Linked DNA regions of Urocitellus parryii: region 2 is linked to region 1. The links are chromatin contacts, called in public Hi-C maps. All regions are on one chromosome and are shown on one strand. The core of a region is the stretch at or near the end of the contact, and the rest is flanking DNA. Distances in the headings are between cores, read along the strand shown. Region 1 holds the start of Hsd17b7 (hydroxysteroid 17-beta dehydrogenase 7). Region 2 holds the start of Uap1 (UDP-N-acetylglucosamine pyrophosphorylase 1).

The links. A called contact is a pair of places that touch in the nucleus more often than the background predicts.
Region 2: a contact with region 1 is called in a Hi-C map of muscle, with 4 times the contacts expected there. The contact joins the promoter of Uap1 here to the promoter of Hsd17b7 in region 1. A contact is called at or near these places in 2 of 2 Hi-C or Micro-C datasets (liver and muscle).

Annotation. Positions count from the first base shown.
Region 1 is chr11:113,766,115-113,771,971 of mUroPar1.hap1, forward strand. It overlaps Hsd17b7 (hydroxysteroid 17-beta dehydrogenase 7), which reads right to left and starts at 3,415. Exons shown (of 9, transcript XM_026412686.2): 1 at 3,329-3,415; 2 at 1,379-1,582. The coding sequence starts at 3,363.
Region 2 is chr11:113,985,169-113,991,025 of mUroPar1.hap1, forward strand. Uap1 (UDP-N-acetylglucosamine pyrophosphorylase 1) reads right to left here and starts at 3,574. Exons shown (of 11, transcript XM_026412685.2): 1 at 3,334-3,574. The coding sequence starts at 3,426.

The DNA of each region.
Region 1 (5,857 bases), core at 2,165-4,664:
GTTTCATCCATTTACCAGCAAATGCCATAATTTAATTCTTCTTTACGGCTGAGTAATATTTCATTGTGTATATATATATATATCACATTTTCTTTACATTTGTCTGTGGAAGGGCACTTAGGTTGGTTCCATAGCTTTGCTATTGTGAACTGAGCTTCTACAAACATTGATGTGGCTGTGCCACTGTAGTATGCTGATTCTAAGTCCTGTTTGTAACTCTATAAAGAATCTTCATGCAGTTTCAGAGGCTTGAAGACTCTCTAAGTTATGGAAGAATAAGGGGTATAAAACATATCACAATTTATTGGAAAGTAGAACCTGTAAAATCTGTTTTTTTTTTTTTTTTTTTAGAAATATGATGTGACAGAAAACTCCAGGAATTCAGCAAGAGAGAGAAACTAGATGCACAAAGGTCCAAGGCCATAGAGAACAAGAGTGGGGTGAAAATACAGCTTTTGCTTCATAACTTGTGCATTTGTGACAAGGAAATGCAAATGACTATGAAATCACAAAAATAAAATGCAAAGTATTATTGTCCAGGAAATATCCTTACCAAGAACACTTTCCTTGTATCTATCACATTTCCTCTACTGTGCAAGGAAATAAAATAGTTCCCTGTTTCGTAAAGGCCTCAATTATTTAAAAAGAAATAAAAAAGAAGTATGAAAATTAATCAATGTGGATAACACCATGGCTCACACGTATTTTTACTGTAGGATTTATAACCTTTGGGGATCATAAATTCCTCTTAGAATTTAAAGAAAGGATCCTCTGAACCCAGAAAAAAATGTACTGTGCACCGAGGAACAATTCTGTGTGCACTTCCAGGGAAATTAAACACCCAAGTACTCTATTCCTTCATATACCAAAATACTCATCAAATGCTTATCACATGACAATTATTGTACAGATATGAAGAAATCTTTACTGCCTGGGGAAAAAGATTTCTGAGGAGCAAGGAAGAGAACTGAGCTTTAGAACAACCCAACCAGATAAAGTCACATGATCCCATTAGGCATATCTAATATCCTATTTCTGTATTAGTTTCATCAAGTGTTAAATATCAATACTCTCCCTACCAATTAGTGAATTTGTTATGTGGAAGAAATATGTAAAAATCGGTTCAAATATCAAAAGAGTTATATTAATTTAAGCCATTACAACTGACCATATATCAGGGTATATTCACAAATTTATCTTCATGACTGAGAATGGAAATGTGATGTACTGAAATGAAACTGAGATGTATTGAGGATCACTCTACAGATTTTCTCAGCATAATTTCTTACCTGTTCAAAGTTTTCCTATCCTTTGATATTTTATTAAATGTTATGTTACACAATCACATGAGAGAGAAATGAGACAATAGGAGAAATACCTTTGTTTAAGTTCTTTGGCAGCCTCAAACACTGACTGTAAGTTGCTGATATCCACCTGCACAGTGGTGACTTCAGCAGTGGGGTAACAGGCCAACAGAGTAGCACGGACAGCTTCTGCCTTGCCCGAGTTCCTGCACGCCAAACAAAGGTAAAGCTCATTGTCTTCTGCCAGAAGCCTCTTGCAAAGGGCTAGGCCGATGCCACTGAGAAAGCAATTCAGGTACAAGATATATGTAAATTCAGATGGTGCTAAATAAAGGCATTTCTTTCTGACTGTATCAATTTGAGCTCCAAGGAAGAGTAGAGACCAAGAAAAAAAATATTTAAGCATTATTTAAAGAAAAGAGGAATCTGCCACTCTAATAGTCATTTGTTCAGGATGATGTCTCATTTGTTTCTCCCATTCCAAAAAATCTCAATGGCACAATAACTGGTTTTCATTATGTACTTACTGTGCTATTCATGAAAGTGATACATTACTAGCAAGTGTTGAAAAGAGCATTTTATTAGCTGTTTCTTGTGCTTATGGTTTATTTTGCTGTCTACATTCTTCAAGGTCCAGGGCTCCACCACCTATTGGTATCATTGCCACTATAAGGAGCACCAGAAATCCCTGATAAAGGAATGAATGAGTTTTTTAGGAAGAGGCATCAGTGACAGGCAGGAGGTATAAGTCCCTCTCGATTACTGTGACTGAATAACCACTACAAAGAGAAAGAACTCAGTATTATTGAATAGGAGGTAGCAATAAATATTAGATGGGGACCAAGAAAGAGATGCAGGGTCAAGTTTGCTTAGACTTTAAATAAACTACTTCAGAAAGAGCACTATAAAACTTCCCACTAGATGGCGACAGCAGTCAGATCATCTGCTGGGACTAATGAAAACCGGGGCAATAAATTAAATATTAGAATTCCAAAAAGAGCCTGAAACCATCAGTAATATGTTGGTACTACCAATGCTGCATCAAGTATGTTATGTTTATTCATCTTCACTAAAGAATAACAGGACTTTAAATATAAAATTGCACATATCACAATATATGAAAAAGAAGCATACACTAAGTCAGCCCTGCTTTATTTATCCCCCATTGGCAAAGTAGAGGGCATACCGAAAAACTGTCCATGGCAGACAGCTACATAGCTGATTTAGTTGGTGTGAATATGGTTAGATAACTGAAGCAGGGCAATCTTAAATGACATTTACCATATTTCTGTCTTAATCTCTCAAAACGCCAAAAAGCAATTGGTAGAAAAATGGATTGATTGATTTTATCCTCCACACATCCTTCGTGAAAGTACAAATGAGAAGTAAAACAGTCAGTCAATAAAGGAGGCTGAGAGTCCAGGTGAGCAATCCCAGAATATTTATGAGCTAATTACTTTGCACTCGGACGGACTATGCCTTAACAGGAATCATGTTTTCCTATGTTCCTATCATATACTCTGTATTACAGAGTATGTGTTAGTGCTGTGTGAAATGAAATAAGACACCAGCTCCCCACCGCGCGCGCGGGCTCCTGATGCTCATGGAAGTTGAAATTTTAAAACTAGGAGCATAAGACATGGCCACGTGCTCAGCACCGAACTAAACTTCAGGAATTCACAGTGTATACTTCAGAGTGGGTCAAAGGCGTGTGCAGGGTCCGCGTAGGAATCTTCCCTTTCCCTGGATAATCACAAGCAACCCTGACGACTTACTGGTGGTGTAGTTCTCCCTTACACTGCCATGTTTTCATTCAAAGCACCAGTTTCTGAGTACCTCAAGGGGCCAGCATGCCCCATACCTTGGCGAAGGAACCAGAGAATAGTAGGATGGGGTCTCGGCCCAAGTCCCCAACGGAGCAAATTCAAAGACAGGCAACTGCCCGGGTTGTCAACGGCAGGTCGCCGGCTTCTGCTCCCTCCGACCCCAGAACGCAGCCTCTGCAATCCCCAAAGAGCCCTCACCTGCTCGCCCCGGTGACCAAAACCACCTTTCGCATCTTCGCACACTCAAGAGCCGAGCCGTAAAGCAGGTCCTCACCTCAGCGTTCGGAACCCCTGCGAATTCATACTAACTTTGGAACCTCCTCCCTCCCCCGCCCCGCCCCCAGAGAGGCTGCACCCTAGCGTACACCCACCAATGGGGGAACCGATCGGGACTCTTGCGTCATCGACTCCGCACCGTGCCTGCCAATCGCAGTCTGCCGTCGGCGCGCAACGCCTAAGCCGGGTGGAGTGAGATAGGCCGAGGGGCGGAGCCGCGTGACGCAGAGCGTCAAGCCAATCCAGGAAGTCCCCGCCTACTCCGGGGCGCAGGTGCCTCCCGCCCCGCTGCTCCAGGCTTGGGCCAGCTGCGTTTTTCCGCGTGGTGGTGCTCTTTGAGCAGAGCATGGGTTGCCGTGGCTCACACAGAGTCCATGTACTGGAGCCTCAGAATGGCATTAGGATGGTTGCACCAGAGCTTGTATTAGAGAAAAGGGATAGATACAGGAGCTAAGGTTCAGGGATTATGTGCTTTTCCACTGTTTTTTTTTTTTTTATGTTTATCACATTTATTAGTAATGTGCAACAATGTTTAAGATGTCATCAAGTAAAAATAATGCATATTATACATAATTATGTGAAGCATATATTAACTTTTGAAAAACATTGCCTAAAATAGAAAATCTGAATATATGTGAATTTCTTATTTATGAATTGTGAAACTTGGAAGAAATATTTCTATGTTTTGTATTTTATCATTTTATTTAAAAAATCTCTCATATAACTACAATTAAGAAAAAGAATAAAAGGGATAAAGGGAAAGTGAGGAAATTAAGAAATAAAGATAAATGCTTGAAACTTTCTAACAAAATAAATTTAAAATGATCACTTACTTGTCTCATGTAAAATGAACATTGTATTAAAATGGATAGTATTGCATTATTTAGAATTCTTTGCATTTAACACATTTAAAAAGTCAACCTAACTTATGCAAGTAATAATGTGATTACAATTTGTAACTAGTTAAAAAAAAAAAGTGTGTCACATTAGATTGGGTAGAGAGAAGTGATGGGAGGGGAGGAGAAGGCCAGATAGGAAGGGCAGCAGAATAAAATAGACATTATTATTGCTGTATGTATATAGGTGACTGTATGACCAATGTGATTCTGCAACCTGTACAATCAGAAAAATGAGAAATTTTCCACTGTTTTTTGAGTGTATAGATCCAGCTTAATCCTCTTTGGGAAAATGAACATTGACTTTATTAAGAATTTTCTGTAGAATCATGCATGAAATACCAATCTTCAAAGATTGGAATGTGGTATGGAATCAGATATTCTCAGAACTTCATTCTCAGAATGATGTACTGAAAATATACTATAATCTACATCAATGCCTCTCAAACTCTTTCTGGCCAAGAAGCAGTTTTTTGTTTCCAAGCCATTCCATATACGTATTTTTGGAAAATACAAAAAACAAAAAATTACTGGAAAAATTAAAAACAAAATGTATACAAATTACGAGCCCTAGTTTTTTTTATTAGAATCAACACATATAAAAGTACTCTACCAAACGGCTGTAAAAATTTCTAATGTTTCCTCTAGGTTTCTATATTTCTAGTAGACAGAAGAACCATTACCATGCCCTGTTAACTGAATTAAACTGTATATCATCATACATCAAACTACTGAACATGCTTTAATCCACTCCATGGCCTCCTTCAAAATTTCAATTACTTATGAACAGCTATGATCCCTAAAAAACTGGGATAATTGGTATTGGTTTTTGATCCTAGACGTTTTGATTAATAATACCACTGAGAGTAATCATTTATCTTATGCCAATAAAATTAGATTTTAAAAAGCAAATCTGATTATTTGAACATTAGATTCCTAGATAAAAATTCTTCATTACTGAGGTGGGACTCAACTTTCATTGTTATCTCACTTTCAATTGCTCTGAAGAGACCACAGTTCAACAATATTTTCTGAATGTATTAGAGTGATATTAACCCCAATCTTGAGAATATAAATCAAACACTTTTAAAATGTCCTGGAGCTCAGCAGGCACATGTGAAAGGAGTAAGAGAGGAAAGAGAGATGTGTGGCCATCCCAAAGAAAATTAATTTCTACACAGAAAGTAGAGGGTACAGACTCCAGAGGTTCAGCATCACCACAATCTTGCGATGATAGTGTAGGATGGAGTGTGAATTATGTGAAGGCCATTTGACTGCAGAGCAAGGGCATCGGGCTCTCATCCCTTATGACTTCCATTTAACTGAATGAAGTAACTTTGGTCTCTTTTTCCTTTTTTTTTAGTATAATCTGCTTTTTTCAGTGTGCTGTGAGCTTTGAAAGATGGGCTAACCTACTAGAATAAAATCATTTTTAATAGATGTCATTTAATTTTGTATTTTAAAAATGTTATAACACAGAAAACACAGCTCAATAAATATTGGAACATATGTTTTACTAAGTAGATGAGTTTGGGAAGGTATGTTTTTATAATCT
Region 2 (5,857 bases), core at 2,324-4,823, 220 kb after region 1:
CCACAACCCCAGCCCCTATGTCTATCCATTTTAATCTTTTTTTTTATTATTATTTTTAAATTTTGAGACAGGGTCTTACTAGGTTGCCCAAGCTGGCCTTGAATTTTCCATCCTCCTGCCTGAACCTCCTGAGTCACTGAGATTATAGGCATGCGCCACAAGGACCAGCTCACTCACCAAATATTTGATAAGCACTGACTTCTACATTATCTGGGTGATTGGCAAACACAAAGAAGAAAGCAACAATGAATATGCTCACATTTCCATGTAGGAGACAAACATAAAATTATCATATAAAATTATTCTTATCTCAAAAGAATAATGAAGAAAAATAAAGTGAGAGAAGGAGCTAAAAAGCAATAAGGATGATGGCGGTTATTTCATATCAATGGTCAGGTAGAGCCTCTATAGAGCTAACATTTGAGAAAGCATTCAAATAAAGAGGGAACAATTTTTTTTTTAATATTTATTTTTTAGTTTTCGGCAGACACAACATCTTTGTTTGTATGTGGTGCTGAGGATTGAACCCGGGACGCACGCATGCCAGGTGAGTGCGCTACTGCTTGAGCCACATCCCCAGCCCAAGAGGGAACAATTTAATAACTTGGGAAGGAGCATTCTAAGTAGAGAACTTCAAGTGAAGTGGCCCACTTAATATGTTCACAGAAAAGTAAAAAAGGTCCATGTAGCTGCTGCACAGTGACAGAAGCAAAAAATGATTGGAAATAAGGCTGGAGATCTAATTAAAGGGCAGAATGAATGAGGTTTTGTGGTTAAAGTAAGAACTTTGGGAAGCCTACTGGAGAATGTCAAAGAAGGAAATACCACGGTCTGTCTCAGGTTTTAAAAAGATCATTTGTTGTTGTGTGAAGAGAGGGGGAAAAAAGGATTGTGACAAAGGAAAAAAAATGGAAGGAGAGAGACTAGTTAGGATATTAACCCTGTAGACGACATGAGAGATGATGATGTCTTAGAGTGGTGGTGAAAGTGGACCAGCAGGATTAAGTAATGGATTGAACGTGTAGTAAGAAATCAAGCAAAGATGACTCCACCTTATGGTGCCATTTACTGAAGACAAACCCTAAGATAGGAGCAGAGACAGGGATAAGTATAGCGAGTGGGAAGAATCAATACTTCACTTTTGGTCATGTTAAGTTTGATATTAGACTTCAGAGGAAATACTAGAGCTAAAGCTAAAACTTTCAAGGTCATCAGCATACATGATCTTCAGTTATGGACTAAATGAGATCCCCAAGGAAGTGCAGGTAATTATAAAGCAAATTCAGGAGACTGAGCCGTGGACACTTACTACAGTATTCAAAGACATTTCTACTGATTAATAATACTGCTATTATTTTTATGTTTAAAAACATCATTAAAAAATAGTTGAGAAGAATGAATTTATATCAAATTATTTTCCAAGCTATGGCTCCTACGGTCTCATTTATGCTATCACTATTGCTCAGACTCAAGGTAGTACATTGTAGTGGGAAGATCAGCAAGTAAACAGTAACAGAAGAATAGGAAGTTCTCTTTCTTTACCTATCATTTCACTTTCCTGTGTATGTATGTGATATATATATATATCTCCTTAGGAAGATAAGATCATCAACCCCAAGAGTCATGAGTAGAGTGGGCTTACTCTGCTAAAAAGTATATACAAACCTATAATTATAACACTGAAAATTATAAATCAAAATTTTCCTAAAAAAATCATTAGATACTCATTCATACAAATATAACAATTCACAAGTTAAGTTTTGATATCTGGGCCCAGAACACTGGCAATCTATAAAAGTTAACAAGGTCACATGTGCACATTTACACATAACTATGCTTGAGTTCTGGACACACCATACATCTAAGATGTTTACCTGAAGCAAATAACCACCTCCCTCATATCACTATAGTACACTTCCCACCAGTACTAGTTAGAGGAGTATGTATGTGTGTATGATGATAAACAGCAATGAGGAAGATAGTTTTTAAAAAACAAGATTAAAAAAAAAAAAAAAAGACAAGATTTTTATTCTGACAACCAAAATCTGAAAAAGTCGAAAATCTGCTCTAGAAATTGTGATGAAGCTTGGTACATGCCCACAGCCTAATGCATCTGTATGAAAACAAATGACAAATAGGTAAGAAAGCACCATTATCAAATATACCTTTATTGCAATGTAAATACCAGTATATTAAAGAAATCCAGTATTTCCTCTTCCTTTTCTTATCTCTTTTTTGTCCCTATCTCTGCTTTGAGGGCTATAAGTATACACTCATTATGGATAACTAAACCTCTTTAGAGCTTTTTGAAAAATAGTGTTGAGGTTGACCATAACCACTGACTGAACCCTGTAACTGCTTGGCAGCACGGCCCATGAAGTCTTTTGTAGCCCCAGTTAAGGGAGCCAACTGACTAATAATGTAAGAACAGATAACTGCCTTCAATTTCCTGCAAACCCTTGGGTCCACACCCAGTTGCTTTCACCTCAAAGTCTTTAAACTTTAACTCTACATAATTACATATACATATTATAATCACTACCACCTGATTTCAGATTTCATGAACCAGGGACAAATAAATATAGTACAGCGATCGGGCATACTTGATAAAATCTTCAAGAAGCCATCTGTTCAGCAAATATGTGGTCTCTTAGCTCTCCAATCCCATTCTGCCTGGCCAAGCGAGGGGAAACCCAGAAATTTCAACCTTCTCCCACCACCAATATTAAGACAAAAAAAAAAAAATAGTGGCAAGCAACTTTGGTCATATTGTCATGTCCGCAGCAGGTATATCCTGTCCTTGTCAGAGTCCTCAATTCTTTTCCTCATTCAGGACACCCCCACTCGCTCCCACCTGACAGTCCCAACGACCACACCTACCCCGACTGAAGGCCTCCCAAACTTGACAAAACTGTCCACAGGATCTGACCTGAGAACCTCAAGGTTCCTATCCCCCACCCAGGTGAGGGCTCATTTCCCCGCCCCCAACCGCCTTGAAAACGTATACACAATATAATACTGTCCAGAGATGGCCCAAACCTCCTCTCTCAACGTCCCCACTTTATCTGGGAAGTCCTCGTCCCATCCCGGCCCCGCCACCCACCGGGAGGCCCATCCCACACACCCTCCAGATGGGTCTCCAAGAATGGGGTGCAACTGCGGGGAGCACGAGGTGGCGCGTGCGAGCGCCGCGGGATCCGAGACGCGGGCCAGGTGGCCGGCGCTGTGCCCGTAGTGCGACGCGTACCCACGTAGGCGCGCGTGGCGGAGGGGCGTTTGGGTGGTGGGGGCGAGACCTGGAACCTGTCTCCTCACCTACTGGGAGCCCCTTACCTCCCTCCGCGCGACCGCAGCTCCACTGGCTCCGGCTCCTACGGCTCCGCCACTCATCGGCGTTCCGCGCCCGCTCGGAATATATACCCTCATCCGGGGGGCCAGGGCGGCGGGGCGGGCCGGGAGCTGGGGCCGAGGGGAGCGCCAGCCCGGGCCACCCCGCCTCTCTCGCCGCTCTGAGTGGCTGCCGGTGCGGGGAGGAGCGGAAGCCGACCGCCCTGACACGTCAACGGCGTGAGCGCAAGCCTCGAGGCGGGCACCCAGAGGGGCGCGGCGCGAGGCGGGGCCTCTTCGCGTCATTCACTCTCTGGCCCAATAGGGAGGCCCCGGGCGTCCTGTCAATAGGACAAGCCGGGGGCGGGGTCAATTGCGTCCGCTCTCTGGGGCCCGGCCAGACGACCCGGGGCTGTGAGCCAGTATCTCTTAGTCGTCCCTTTGGCCCAGAGCCGCGGGGCGCACACCCTGTCCAGAAGCGGATCAGAGTTGGGCGGAGAGTTGTATCTCTGCAGGGCAGATTTCCGGACACCCACGCAGATGGTTGAGAAAGGACCACCGATTTCTCCGGAAAAACTTCCAGGGCGGGCCTGGGGCGCCCTCTGACCTTGGGCTAGTTATTTCGTCTCAGGTTCGCTAGATACCTGGGCGGGCCCCCAACTTCCTCGGGGGTGTTTTTGAGTCCCAAGCTGGTGAAGCCAGGCCGCTTTCCTTTTGCAGAACCAGACTTGAAAGAAATGCCAAGAAAAGATATTAGGTAACCTAAAATAGCGGTGAGCTTGCCAATGAGAGGGAGCCCGGGCTCACCCTAAGTTGCCGGTGGATTTAACCTCGATGGCCACTAAGATGGTGATTGAATGACCTCCGGGGCCATTCAAGGGCGGATGTTTAACAGTCCTGTTACACAACCTTTTACGGGTATGCAGATACAGGTTATATATTAAGCACTCTGTCCTTGAAAGTTGTGTTTGCATTTAAAGTTGTGTTTCATTTTTCAGTTTTTGTAAGAAGTCCGATATGAAATATCAAAAGCACCTAGATTTAACATAGGGCTCCTCATAGGGAAATTCAGGCATATTTAGGTGCCTTCCATATTAGTAGTTTTCCTGTTTTAACTTTTTTCTTCTTGCATGTTTTCTATGAGAATTTTAGTGTCAATTTTTTCCAGTTTGTAACTTAACCAGGGGTTGTAATTTATAAATTAATTTTCCATTTGATAATTATTCTTGTGATTTTCAGGAATCACAAAAAATTGTAAAAACAATTGCCCAAACACAAAAGTAAATCTTTAACCAACAGAGCACACAGCTCTGGAGGAAACGGATCAAGGAAGGGTGTGATAGCCAAAGAGTACATTTACCCTCTGGTATCCAGTCAGAATGCCAGGTCACCCAAGAAGCTGTAAATGTCACCAGCAGTTCTGTTTATGGTGGCAGCTGTGCTGCCTTAGGACAGGAATAATGATAGGGAAGTGTTTTTCAGACTTCCAGTTGAAAACAGGTTTAGCCGGACTTGGAAGCAAACACCTGTAATCCCAGAGACTCTGGGGTTTAAGACAGGAGGATCATAAGTTCCAGGCAAGCCTCAGCAACTTAGACCCTGCCTCAAAAGTGTGGGGGTGATTGATGCTGGGAGAGTAGCTCGGTGGTAGGGCACCCCTGAGTCCAATCCCAAACTGGAAGGAGGGAAGGAAACACTAAGATTTAAGGATTAAATGAAGAGCACGAAACCTGTATGCATTGGAGGTTACTTGGAATCTCTTGATATTCATATATGGATACCCCTGAGGTTAAACTATTAAGAGCAAACTGCCACACTTTCAGCATGTATTATTCTTATTCCTTTCTAGGTGATATAATCTCACCATGGGGAATCAAAAGATTCTGTGTCCTCAAGGAATTTAAAGGAGATATGTTCATTTTTAAAGATAAAGGACCATAAGTGGGGCTGGGGATGTGGCTCAAGTGGTAGCGCGCTTGCCTGGCATGCGTGCGGCCTGGGTTCGATCCTCAGCACCACATACCAACAAAAGATGTTGTGTCCGCCGAGAACTAAAAAATAAATATTAAAAATTCTCTCTCTCTCTCTTTCTCTCTCTCTCTCTCTCTCTCTTTAAAAAATAAAAGGACCATAAGTGCCACAGCAAATGCACAAATAGGAGTGAGAGAATAAAAGAATGAAGAAGTTTCCCCAAAGGACAGGCCAATAGGAGAAGAGGTGGGAGGTGTAAAGGACATCTTCACAAGAGGCTGCCCTTTGATGCTTAGCCTTGGAGGCTTTTATGTTTTCCCACTGGTAACACCATCACCTTTTCTTTTTTTTTTTTTTTTTTTTTTTTTTGGATTGGGAATTGAAACAGGAGTGTTTTACCACTGAGCTACATCTCCAATTCTTTTTGATTTTTTATTTGGAGACAGTGTTTCACTAAATTGCTTAGGGTGGCCTCAAACTTGCAAGTGTCCTACCTCAGTTTTTGAGTCTCTGGGATTACAGGAGTGCACCACCACACCCAGCCCATCATCTTCTCTAA